2 separate regions of the Sus scrofa genome follow, and region 1 is linked to region 2. A link is a contact called in public HiChIP or PLAC-seq data. All regions are on one chromosome and are shown on one strand. Each heading gives the region's core, a stretch centred on a gene start, on an enhancer-like site or on the middle of the called end of the contact. The rest is flanking DNA. Distances are from core to core; before and after follow the strand shown. Region 1 holds the start of CCDC122 (coiled-coil domain-containing protein 122). Region 2 holds the start of SLC25A30 (kidney mitochondrial carrier protein 1).

Region 1 (5,496 bases), core at 1,496-3,995, 1.3 Mb before region 2:
AAAATATATGTTTAATAGTCTGGAAAGACTAAAGTGAGTTGTCTGAATGTGTGAAATAACTATAAAAGATTATAAAGAAAAAATAGCAGTCAGATAGCTACACAAGTGCCTTTAAGTTATTTTCCTCATAAAGAATGAAATCTTGAGAAATCTTAGCTGATGGTTTATCGGTATAGTCTATGGAAGGGAGATGATGCAGAACTCTGATCAGGAGGCCACGTGAAAAAGAGAGGCCTTAGAGTTTCTCGAGACCGGCAAATACACAGTTGTTTCAGGTTTAAAAAATGTTTAAAGTATTATGATATACTTTTTCAAGACTCTCTGGTGTGACTTTGCTTTTAAACAGATTTAGATATAATTTATATACTATCAAGTTTGTCTTTATGAAGTGTACAATTTAATGTTTCATTGACTTCAATATATTGTTTGGCTATGGGTTCAGACTGTATCTTTGAGAGAGCTTGTCCTCTACTAAAAAAAAAAAAAAAAAATGCTAAAGCAGCAGCAGTTAATTCTCCTTGGTGAGGGTATAGGAACTCAAGGTAAGTTATGTTTGAGCTTGAAGGGTCCTAACTAGTAACAGTTAAAAAAACATGAAAGGAGAAGGGTGTTCTAAGTAGAAGGAATAGCTTATGTAAGGATGAAATCATATGGTGTTCCAAGGAACACCCTTTTTAGCTTGCGTGACTTGGGAATAGGGAAGTTGTTTTTTTTTTTTTATCAAATCTAATTATGCATCTGAATCATCTGTAAAGATTAAAAGAAAACAAAAAACAAAGCCAAACTTGCCCAGACTTGACTGCTGGAGATTCTGATTCAAAGGTACATCTAGAGCAGGGTGGCACCTGGATTTATGTTTTTAAGCTCTAGGTATAGTTCCTACTAACAGCCAGGATTGAGAGCCACTGGAGCAGGGGGAATGGAGATGAGGAAGAGTGTTAAGAGATGAGGCCATAGTCTAGGATCAGATGGTGCAAGAAAATGGTATGTAAATACAATATAATGACAAATTTTCTATTCTTTGACCACTTCCCTATTTTGAAATATTTAAAAGTTTTTTAAACATTTTACTGTTATACATTGTAATTATTATTATTTTGGCCACACCAAGGGCATGTGGAAGTTCTAGGCTAGAACTGGAACTAGAACCACAGCAGCAACCCAAGCCGCTGCTGTGACAACACCAGATCCTTACTTAACCCACTGCACCACCAAAGAACTCCTAACTTTTTAACTGTTACTGTTGCATGAGAGAAAATGAATTCCCACCATTTGTCTATAAAAACAGAGATAAATGTTTTAACCCAGGCTTGTAACTAAAAGACGTCTATTTTGCTTACAGTAATATATATATAGTCTTTTTGCCTTTTCTAGGGCCACTCCCGTGGCATATGGAGGTTCCCAGGAGAGGGGTCTAATCAGAGCTGTAGCTGCTGCCCTACACCACAGCCACAGCAACGTGGGATCCGAGCTGTGTCTGCAACCTACACCACAGCTCACGGCAACGCCGGATCTTAACCCACTGAGCAAGGGCAGGGACCGAACCCGCAACCTCATGGTTCCTAGTAGGATTCGTTAACCACTGCGCCACGACGGGAACTCCTTTCTTTTTTCTTTTTTTTTTTTTTTTTTTTTTTTTTTTGTCTTTTTGTGCTTACAGTAATATTTAACATAAAACAAGCTCAGGGCAGTGTAAATCTTCTCATCAGGGCACCATATACCACTCAGGGCACTTAACAAATATCCAGCAAAAATAATGAAAATACAAATGTTGACAAAAACAGCTGCCAGATATGAGCAGTGGCTTCCTATCGAGGGTTGGTAACCCCATTCTCTACTCAAATAGAACGGAAGCACTCGCCCACTTCCAAGAGCTCTTCAAACTCCCAGATAGCTGAGAGTCTTTCTTTCAGGTACAGGTTCCTCACTTATGATGTGAAACTATCAGAAACAAGGACCTCTTTCCATTATAACCAGTTACACAGGAAACACCCTCTCTTCTACTCTTTGAAGGTTGAAGAAAGAGCATCTGCTTTCCATATCCGTAGGAGCTGCTCAATATTTTAAAATAAATGAATGTTGTGCTCTTTGAGGGCAGAAAAACGAGGCTTCTAATTTTCTACTCGTGGAACATATTTTTAAAAGGGCGCACAGGACAGAACATCCCTTTATCAACACAAGCGAAGGACCTGTCAAGTCTAGTCAGCAAGTTAGGCAGGATCAGCAAAAAGAGAAAGCTCAGCCAATTTATTTCTGCAAACAAAGCAAAACAGTTAAAGAACAAAACCAAACCAAACGCAACAGAAAACAATCCCTTCCCCCTGCCCCAAGGAAGCCTATTACTAGAACCTGGGTGGGACAGACTGCCGGGGCCTAACGGAACGAGGTTGGGGGGGAGGGCTGTGCTCAGGACATGAAACCCTGTCGCGACCGACCGCGCCGCTGGCCGGCGGCTCTTCAGGCCGCGACTGTAAGCGTGAACGCGGGGAAAGGGCTTCGCCCGCCCCGGGAAGGGAGGCGGCGGTCGACCCGAGGCCCCAGGCCGCCCGCCCCGTCGGGAAGCCGGCCCCGCGCCCCACGCGGCCCGTCCCCGCCCCCGCCCCGCCTCCCGCCCGCGGACCCGCCTGGTTCAGGCCGCAAGGCCCGTCGCGACTCCGGTTCTCGTTCCTCCTCCGGGCGCCAGGCGGCGAGTGCGGGCAGGCGGCCTGACCCGGAACTGCTGACGCTTCCCCGCACTCGGGCGCGTCCACCCCCCGCGTCGCTCCCCGCCGGCCCAGCCGCGCCTCCGCGGCCCTCGGGCAGATGAGGCGGGACGGGCGCCGCCCACACAGCGGCGGGTCCGGGCTTAGGACGCCCCGGGACGCGCTCGCGGCCGCCGGGTCGCGTTCAGCCTCAGGACGGGCGTCGGGGGCAGCAGACGTCTCCGAGTTCGCCGCGCGGGCCGAAGGTGGAACCGAGCTCGACGTGCCTCAGGCGAGGACGGAGCACAGGCTCGGTGTGCGTCCGACCGTCAGAAAGTCCTGAAGGGCAGGCGGAGTCTGGACAGCGGTCCTGGCGGGTGGGGTCGCGCCCCCCAGGCTTTCCACAGTGCAGAGGGAGGGGCCTAGGAGTGACCGCGGAGGAAACTGTCGGGGGCGGGGGCGGTGTCTCCGAGGCGGGTCACCAGAGAGACCCACAGCCTGGGGTGGGAGGGCAGGGGCCGGAGGTGAGAAAACCGGCGCAGGGGCGGGGAGTCGGGAGGAGAGCGGTGGGCTGCCCAGCTGGTCTCAGTCGCTGTTGCTCTTGTGGTCCTTGCTGTTCCTGAGAGCTGTGTGAATCCTGGAGGGAAACGTCTCAGTCAACTCTGATCTCCTCAGAAACGCAATTTTTAGTACAGTTTTGATGTACAGTTTTAGTTTTAGGTGTACGACATAGCGATTCAACATTTTTATAGATTGCACGCTATTTAAAGTTACAAAATATTGCTATATTCTCTGTGCTATACAGTATAACCTTGTAGCTTATTTTAGACACGGTGGTTTGTTATCTCTTAATCCCTACCCCTATCTTGCGCACCCCCCCATTGGTAACCACTATTTTGTTCTCTGGATCTCTAAGTCTGTTTCTGAAAAAACAAAAACAAAAAACGCAACTTTTCCTCAAAGAAGAAAAGCACTTTTTAAGTGCAGCTCTATTTAACCTATCGAACTTCAGGCTGACATATTTCATATAAAGAGCTGTGATCTAACAAGCCAGCCATGTGAGGATTAATGATATAGTGATAAGTTGACACCCTGTAATTAAAAAATAGGACTTTGTCTAAGTCAACAAGTAATTTACTTGCTTAAAATTTGCTATGTAAAAACAAAACAAAAACTGTTGTTCTAAGCCAGAAAGATGTAAGTACTTTCACAAAATGAATTTAGAGATGGCTTTGCTTTCATTGTCATGGTTCTCTTATGACTAATAGTGGACTAGCTTTAATGGGAGGAGTCTAGTATTTTGGTTATATTTTTATTTTATTTTATTTTTTTGTCTTCTTATGGCCGCACCCACGGCATATGGAGGTTCCCAGGGTAGGAGTCAAATCGGAGCTACAGCTGCCGGTCTACACCACAGCCACAGCAACGCCAGATCCAAGCCATGTCTGCCTCCTAAACCACAGCTCACCGCAACACCGGATCCTTAATCCACCTGATCGAGGCCAGGGCTCAAACCTGCGTCCTCATGGATGCTAGTCAGGTTCATTTCCACTGAGCCATGATGGGAACTCCCTATATTTTTAAATCAACGCAAATCTTTTTAATCATCCAAAAATTTCTTTTGTAACTAACTCTAAAGAGATTGATATAATTTTTCATTCTTACTTAATGCTCATTTTTCTTTACAGGTGATTGGGGGCACAAAAACCTTCTTTGAAGAACTTTGTATCGTATGGAAGGATGGCAGAAGTAGTGTTGATTGATCTCTTTGGTTTGCAATTGAACTCTCAAAAAAGCTGTCATCAGACATTACTAAAGACATTGAATGCTGTCCAATACCACCATGGTGCCAAGGCCAAGTTCCTCTGCATAATGTGTTGCAGTAACATCAGCTGTGACCATCATAATTGTGAATTAGAAACAAGCAATGGATTATCAACTATCTTGAGAGAATTTGAGACAGTTAGCAATCCCAGCCTGGCCGCCTCTTTGTATACCATTAAACAAAAAATTGATGAAAAAAATTTGAGCAGCATTAAGGTAATTGTGCCTGTGCATCGGAAGATGTTAATGAAGGCTTTTATTGATCAACTCTTCACTGATGTTTATAATTTTGAGTTTGAAGATTTACAGATGACCTTGAGGGGAGGTCCTCTGAAACAGTCTTCTGACATAATCACAGCTCAAGAACTAGAAGCAATCCAGAATGAAATAGAAACATATTTGAGAAGTTTGCCTGCACTGAAAGGAGAATTAACCATCATCACATCTCCTTTGATCTCAGGTGTGTTAAAACACTATCTGTTGTTTTTACTGGATGTGAAAAACTAGCCTTTTTTTTAAACAGGTTGTTCTTCTATTTTTCCATCTGTCTTTTGTAGACTACTGAGAGCTTATCTGCTCATTAGCATCAGTTACAACCTGGAAGTATCATGGACCCGCCCTTGTGGTGTGTGGGGGGGTGTCAAGGGATAGTCCCTTTAAAGCCACCCTAAATAAATTTGCATTATGCAAATTCCTTCAGACTTCCTTTTAAATGAGATTTATGATGCTAAGCATTTCCTAAACATTTTAGAAATTCTGAAACCTTAACTCATTGGTGCCTTCAAAGAAGAGTGAAATTTAAACAGTCCGTTTTACTTCTTGGTAAAAGAATATTTACTGTAAGCTATATGCTACTGGGGACAACAAAGACAAATGGGTCAAAAGGTATCCTTGGAAGAGCAATAATCCCACAGGGAAGGTAAAACTAACTCAAAGCGGTTCAAGACCAGATGGAGGTCTAAAGAGCTGCAGGCGTGGAAGCTAGATTGAT
Region 2 (5,203 bases), core at 2,510-5,009:
CACTGAGCCACAATGGGAACTCCCAGGAAAGCCTTTTTAAAGGCCAGATTGATGGCGAGGGCTGGGGTCGGGGGATGTATGTGTCAGGGGTGAACTTTATCCAGCCTTAGGGTCTGGAGGCTTCAAAGGGTCTGGAGGCTCCTGCTTGCGGTCACTAAGTCGTTAACATCTTTTCGGAGGGGATTTTAGCATCTGTAAAACAACTCGGGAAATGTGCATCAGATGCCCTGAATGGAGGTGCTTCAGGGAGGAGCTAAAGTAGAGGTTATGGGGGCGTGGTCTTTCCAGAAGGCTCTATAGGGTCCTGCTTGGTTACAGTCTAGAGTGATTTCCAGGATACATTATCTATTGTTAAGAGAAAAAAAAAAAAAAAAAAAACAAGGTAGAATAAAACGTGCTGCCTTCATGTTAGAAGGGAGGGGAAGTAAGAAAAAAATACGCATGGCATTGGGCAGCTTCTGAGACGGTCCCCAGGGATCTTGGCTTATTGTGTATTCTGTCCCCCTGAAGTGGGGGCTGGATTTGTTGACTCCCTTCCAGCAAGGAGACTATAGCAGAAGTCCTGGGATGTCGCTTTTTTCTTCTTTTTTTTTTTTTTTTTTGGCTTTTGGTCTTTTAGGCCGGCACCCGTGGCATATGGAGCTTCCCAGGCTAGGGGTCCAATTGGAGCTGTACCCACAGCCACAGCAACGTCAGATCCGAGCCATGTCTGCGACCTACACCACAGCACACGGCAATGCTGGATCCTTAACCCACTGAGCGAGGCCAGGGATCGAACCTGCGTCCTCACCAATGCTAGTTGGATTTGCTAACCACTGACCCATGATGGGAATTCCTGGGATGTCACTCTTAAATTCGGTTACAAAAAGACTGTGGCTTTCAGAATCTCTCTCTCTCTTATTTTCTCTTTCTAGTGTGAGGCAAGCTGCCATGTTGTGAGTAGTTTCATGGAGAGACCATGATGCAAGAAACTGGTATTTCCAGTGGTTGTAGGTTAAACTGTGTCTCCCAGACATACTGAAGTTCTAATACACCTGCTGTCTGTGAAATGGCCTTATTTCGAAATAGGATCCCATTTGCAGATGCAATCGAATTAAGACGAGGTCACACTGGGTTAGGGTGGGCCTGAATGCAGCCACTGGCATCCTATGGACACAGACACACAAAAGAATGCGATGTGGCAGTAGAGGCAAGATACTGAAGTCCTGCAGTTACGATCCAAGGAACACCAAGGAGAGCTGCTAACTGCTAGCAGCCTGGAGAGAGGCAAGAGAGGATTCTTCCTTAGATTCTTTGGGGAACTTGGCCCTGCTGACATCTTGACTTTGGTCTTCTAGCCTTCGGAACTGTGAGAGAGTAAACCCCCATTAAAAAAAGAAGTCCAGAAATTCCTGGCTCAGTAGTAATGAGCCTGACTAGTATCCATGAGGACACCGGTTCAATCCCTGGCCTTGCTCTGAGCTGTGGTGTAGGTCATACATGTGGCACAGAATCCATGTTGCTGTGGCTGTGGTGTAGGCCGGCAGCTGTAGCTCCAATTCACCCTTAGCCTGGGTACGTCCAAATGCCGAGGGTGCAGTCCTAAAAAAGACAAAAAAAACCCATCTAGTTTATAGCAATTTTTTTCTTTATATGGTGGAACTTGTAGCATATGGAAGTTCCCAGGCTAGGGGTAGAATTGGCCTACGCCACAGCCACAGCAACGACAGATCTGAGCCACCAGATACTACCTATACCGCAGCTCATGGCAACGCTGGATCTTTAACCCAATGAGCAAGGCCAGGGATCAAACCCAAGTTCTCATGGATACTAGTTGGCTCATTACTAATCTGTTGAGTCACAACGGGAACTCCCAATTTAAGGCATACCTAAGAAACAGACACAGGCTGACAGCCAGCATGGACTGAGGTCTGCCTACAGCCACATGAGGGAGCTTGAAAGAGGATATTGGGGGGCCAGCCAAGAGCCAGGCGAGTGAGCTTGGAGGCAGATCCTCCTCCGGTTTGGCCTTGAGAAGATGTAGCCCAAGTGCCACCCTGCTTGCATTCCTATGAGAGACCTGGAGCTAGAGGTCCCTACCTCAGCCCTTCCTGGATTTCTGATACGTAGAAACTGTGAGGTGGAGCTCCCATCATGGCACAGCGGAAACCATGAAGTTTCAGGTTTGATCCCTGGCCTCTCTCAGTGGGTTAAGGATCCAGTGTTGCCGTGTGCTGTGGTGTAGGTCGCAGACATGGCTCGGACTGACGTTGCTGTGGCTGTGGTGTAGGCTGGCAGCTACAGCTCTGATTGGACCCCTAGCCTGGGAACCTCCATATGCTGCAAGTGCAGCCCTAAACCCCCCCCCAAGAAAACAAACAACAACAAAAAAGAAACTGCAAGGCAGTATATGTTTGTTATTTTAAGCTGCAAAGCGTAATTATACAGCAATAGACAACAAAAAAAAATCTTCTTTTTTGGCTGTGGCATGCAGCAGCTTGATATGGAATCTCAGTTGCCAGAGCAGGGATTGAACCTGGGCTGTAGTGGTGAAGGCTACTTTTCTTTCTAAAAAGTGGAACGTCAGTCTAATCATGAGGAAACAATTCTATAATCCATACTAATACAGCCTACAATTGGCCTGGACTTTTCAAATATGTTGAAAGTTATTTTAAAAAGTGAGAGTACTAGTACTAGGGTAGTAGACTGAAGGAGTTTGTATAGAAAAGCATGAAATAAAATACTTCCAAACCTGGGTAGATCTCAAACTAAAAAAAAAAAAAGTGTGTGTGGGTGTTTATGAGCTTTAGGGACAACAAAGACAATTTGGATGGACAGTATATTTGGATGATTTGAATGAAATTACATATATATATATATATATTTTTTTTTTTTTTTTTAAAGAGCTGAACCTGTGGCATGTGGAGGTTCTCCAGCTAGGAGCTGAATCCCAGCCACAGCTGCTACCCACACTACCCAAGTCACTGCAGTCAGATTTTTTTTTTTTTTTTTTTTATGGAAGTTCCCAGGCTAGGGGCTGAATTGGAGCTACAGCTGCCCGCTACCACCTATACCACAGCTCACCCCAACGCTGGACCTTAACCCACTGAGGGAGGCCAGGGATCCAACCCTCGACCTCATGGATACTAGTTGGATTTGTTTCCTCTGCGCCATAATGGGAACTCCGGCAGTTGGATTCTTAATCCACTGCACCACAGCGGGAACTCCCGAAATGATATTAAATTTCTTGCATGTCATAATGGTGAGGTATTTAAGGGTGAAGCGATGTTGTTCGCAATTTCCAGTGGTTCAGGGGTCGTGGGAGTGGGGGGAAAAGTATACAGGGAGAGAAATGAAATTGCAAATATTGTGAAATGTTAACATTTAATTTAGTGCAGGGTATACTGCTCAAGTCTTAAGTCGGTTTATAAATTTTCAAACTAAAAAGCTGGTTGGTTTTTTGTTTTTTTTTTTTTAAGCGTCCAAGTTTACTTCCTTCTGACTAGAGAGGTTAACGTGGACAGCAAGAATCAGCACCCTGAGAAGGCTCCTCTTCCGTGGCTGTTAACTTTCTCTTTCACCAAAGAGTCAACGTCTAGGCCATAGTAGGCGTCGCGGAGTCCGGGGCAGCTTCCAGCCCCCGAAGGCCGAGAGCCAGGGTCTTCCTGCCTGGTCCCTTCTGGGCCAGCTGGCCCTCAGCTGCCGGGGGCGCGACCTGGGCGTGGCCTGTGCCGGAGCAGCCAATGAGAGGCGAGGCTGCGGGCGGGCCCGTGAGGGGCGGGGCTGGGGCGGGGCGGTGCGTGGGCTCTAGGCCGCCAGCGCCGCTCCGCTGTCTTTTCTCCAGCTCCAGCGCAGCTGCCGGCCCTGGCTGCGGCTTTTTCTGGGCGGGAGGAGGTGCAAGGCCGCCGCGGCCGCCGGGTAAGTGCCAGACCTGCAGGTCGCGGCCGCGCTGACTGCCCCGCGCCTGCTCCCGGTCCCCCCTCCTCCGGCCCGCCTCCCATTGCCCAGGGGCGCCCAGAGCTCCTGGCGCGGAACTCCCGGCCCCAACGCGGTGGCGCTTCTCCTCTGGCCCGCCGCAGCCCGGGGCTAAGGCTGGTGTTGGGGCCGCGGTTCCAGAGAGCCCCGGCGCTGCCGGGCGAGTCCAGGGACTCGCCTCTGCTTTCCGGTTCGCGTGCGGGGCCGGCTTGGTGGGGCGCGAGGTTCCGGGGTGCGCCCCGCTCCTCCAGCTGCAAACCCTGCGGTCGGGTGGGTTCCGCAGGAGCGCCGGCTCCTGGCCCTCTTCACTCGGCGGCGTGGGGCGTGATTTCTCTTCTGGCGTCTCCGAGATCGAGTGTGAGGCCAGTCTAGCAGGTCGGCGTGTGCGACCTTTCTGCCGAGGTGCGTTTCACCTGTGTCTGCATCTCCCACCTGCAGTTCATTCAGAGTGTGCAGCCCTGGCACCCGCTAGCTGTGTACTTGAGCCAGGGCTCTCTTGTACTTTGAATTACTCCCGGCACGCGCCAGGCCAGTTGGGCTCAGGTTTGCAAGGACGAGTCAAATTCATTCGCTCGGAAAGTTAATGTAGCTTTGGGTTTTAGTGTAATTCCAAGTGTAAGTAATTTTGTGTAAAGCAATTACAAGTGACCCTGATTATTTCTGCGCAAGGATAGCAGAGCTGTCGAACTGCCCGGCAAGAGTCTAGATTCGTCTCCTCCTTTAGCAAGAGAAGTTGAAAGGTGCGAATTCTGCCCTTGGCTTTGCGCTGCCAAGCCTTGTGACCCTGGGCTCAGTCAATTCATGTGAAGTAAGACAGATTTCTTAGATTCCTTTTAAATCCCACGTTTCATTAGTCTGATGAGCTTATTTTGCATCCTGTACCTTTAAAAAGAATGGGGAATAAGAAAAAATCCATGAAAGGCAGCCCTGCCGGGAGCAATGATTTATGAGCGCACGCACAGAAGTTTAGAGACTAGATTGTGGTTTAAGACTGCTGACTGAAAAGGAGCACAGTAAAATTGGAAAAACGTATGTAGAATTAATTAACTGTATAAGAGAAACTTGGAAAGCTTTAAGAAATTCCAGGAGCAATTACTGCATTTAATTACCTCTCTTTGCAGGTGTATAGATGAGGTAGGGAGAAAATAAATGCTAAGGGAAAATGTAGTAGAAAGGATGCATAACTTAGCATATATCTTAAGTATAGGGAGAATCCTTTGGAATTCTTAATTTGTATGGGCATTTCTGT

The links. HiChIP or PLAC-seq counts read pairs in DNA pulled down with a chosen protein or histone mark.
Region 1: a contact with region 2 is called in an H3K27ac HiChIP or PLAC-seq map of alveolar macrophages. The contact joins the promoter of CCDC122 here to the promoter of SLC25A30 in region 2. A contact is called at or near these places in 1 of 5 promoter capture datasets (fetal liver) and 1 of 2 datasets of contacts at active chromatin or transcription factors (alveolar macrophages).

What each region holds. Positions count from the first base shown.
Region 1 is chr11:23,156,910-23,162,405 of Sscrofa11.1, reverse strand. CCDC122 (coiled-coil domain-containing protein 122) reads right to left here and starts at 2,745. Exons shown (of 5, transcript XM_021065620.1): 1 at 2,625-2,745. LACC1 (laccase domain-containing protein 1) reads left to right here and starts at 2,616. Exons shown (of 7, transcript XM_005668443.3): 1 at 2,616-2,997; 2 at 4,370-4,965. The coding sequence starts at 4,422.
Region 2 is chr11:21,871,337-21,876,539 of Sscrofa11.1, reverse strand. It overlaps SLC25A30 (kidney mitochondrial carrier protein 1), which reads left to right and starts at 3,759. Exons shown (of 10, transcript XM_021065606.1): 1 at 3,759-3,897.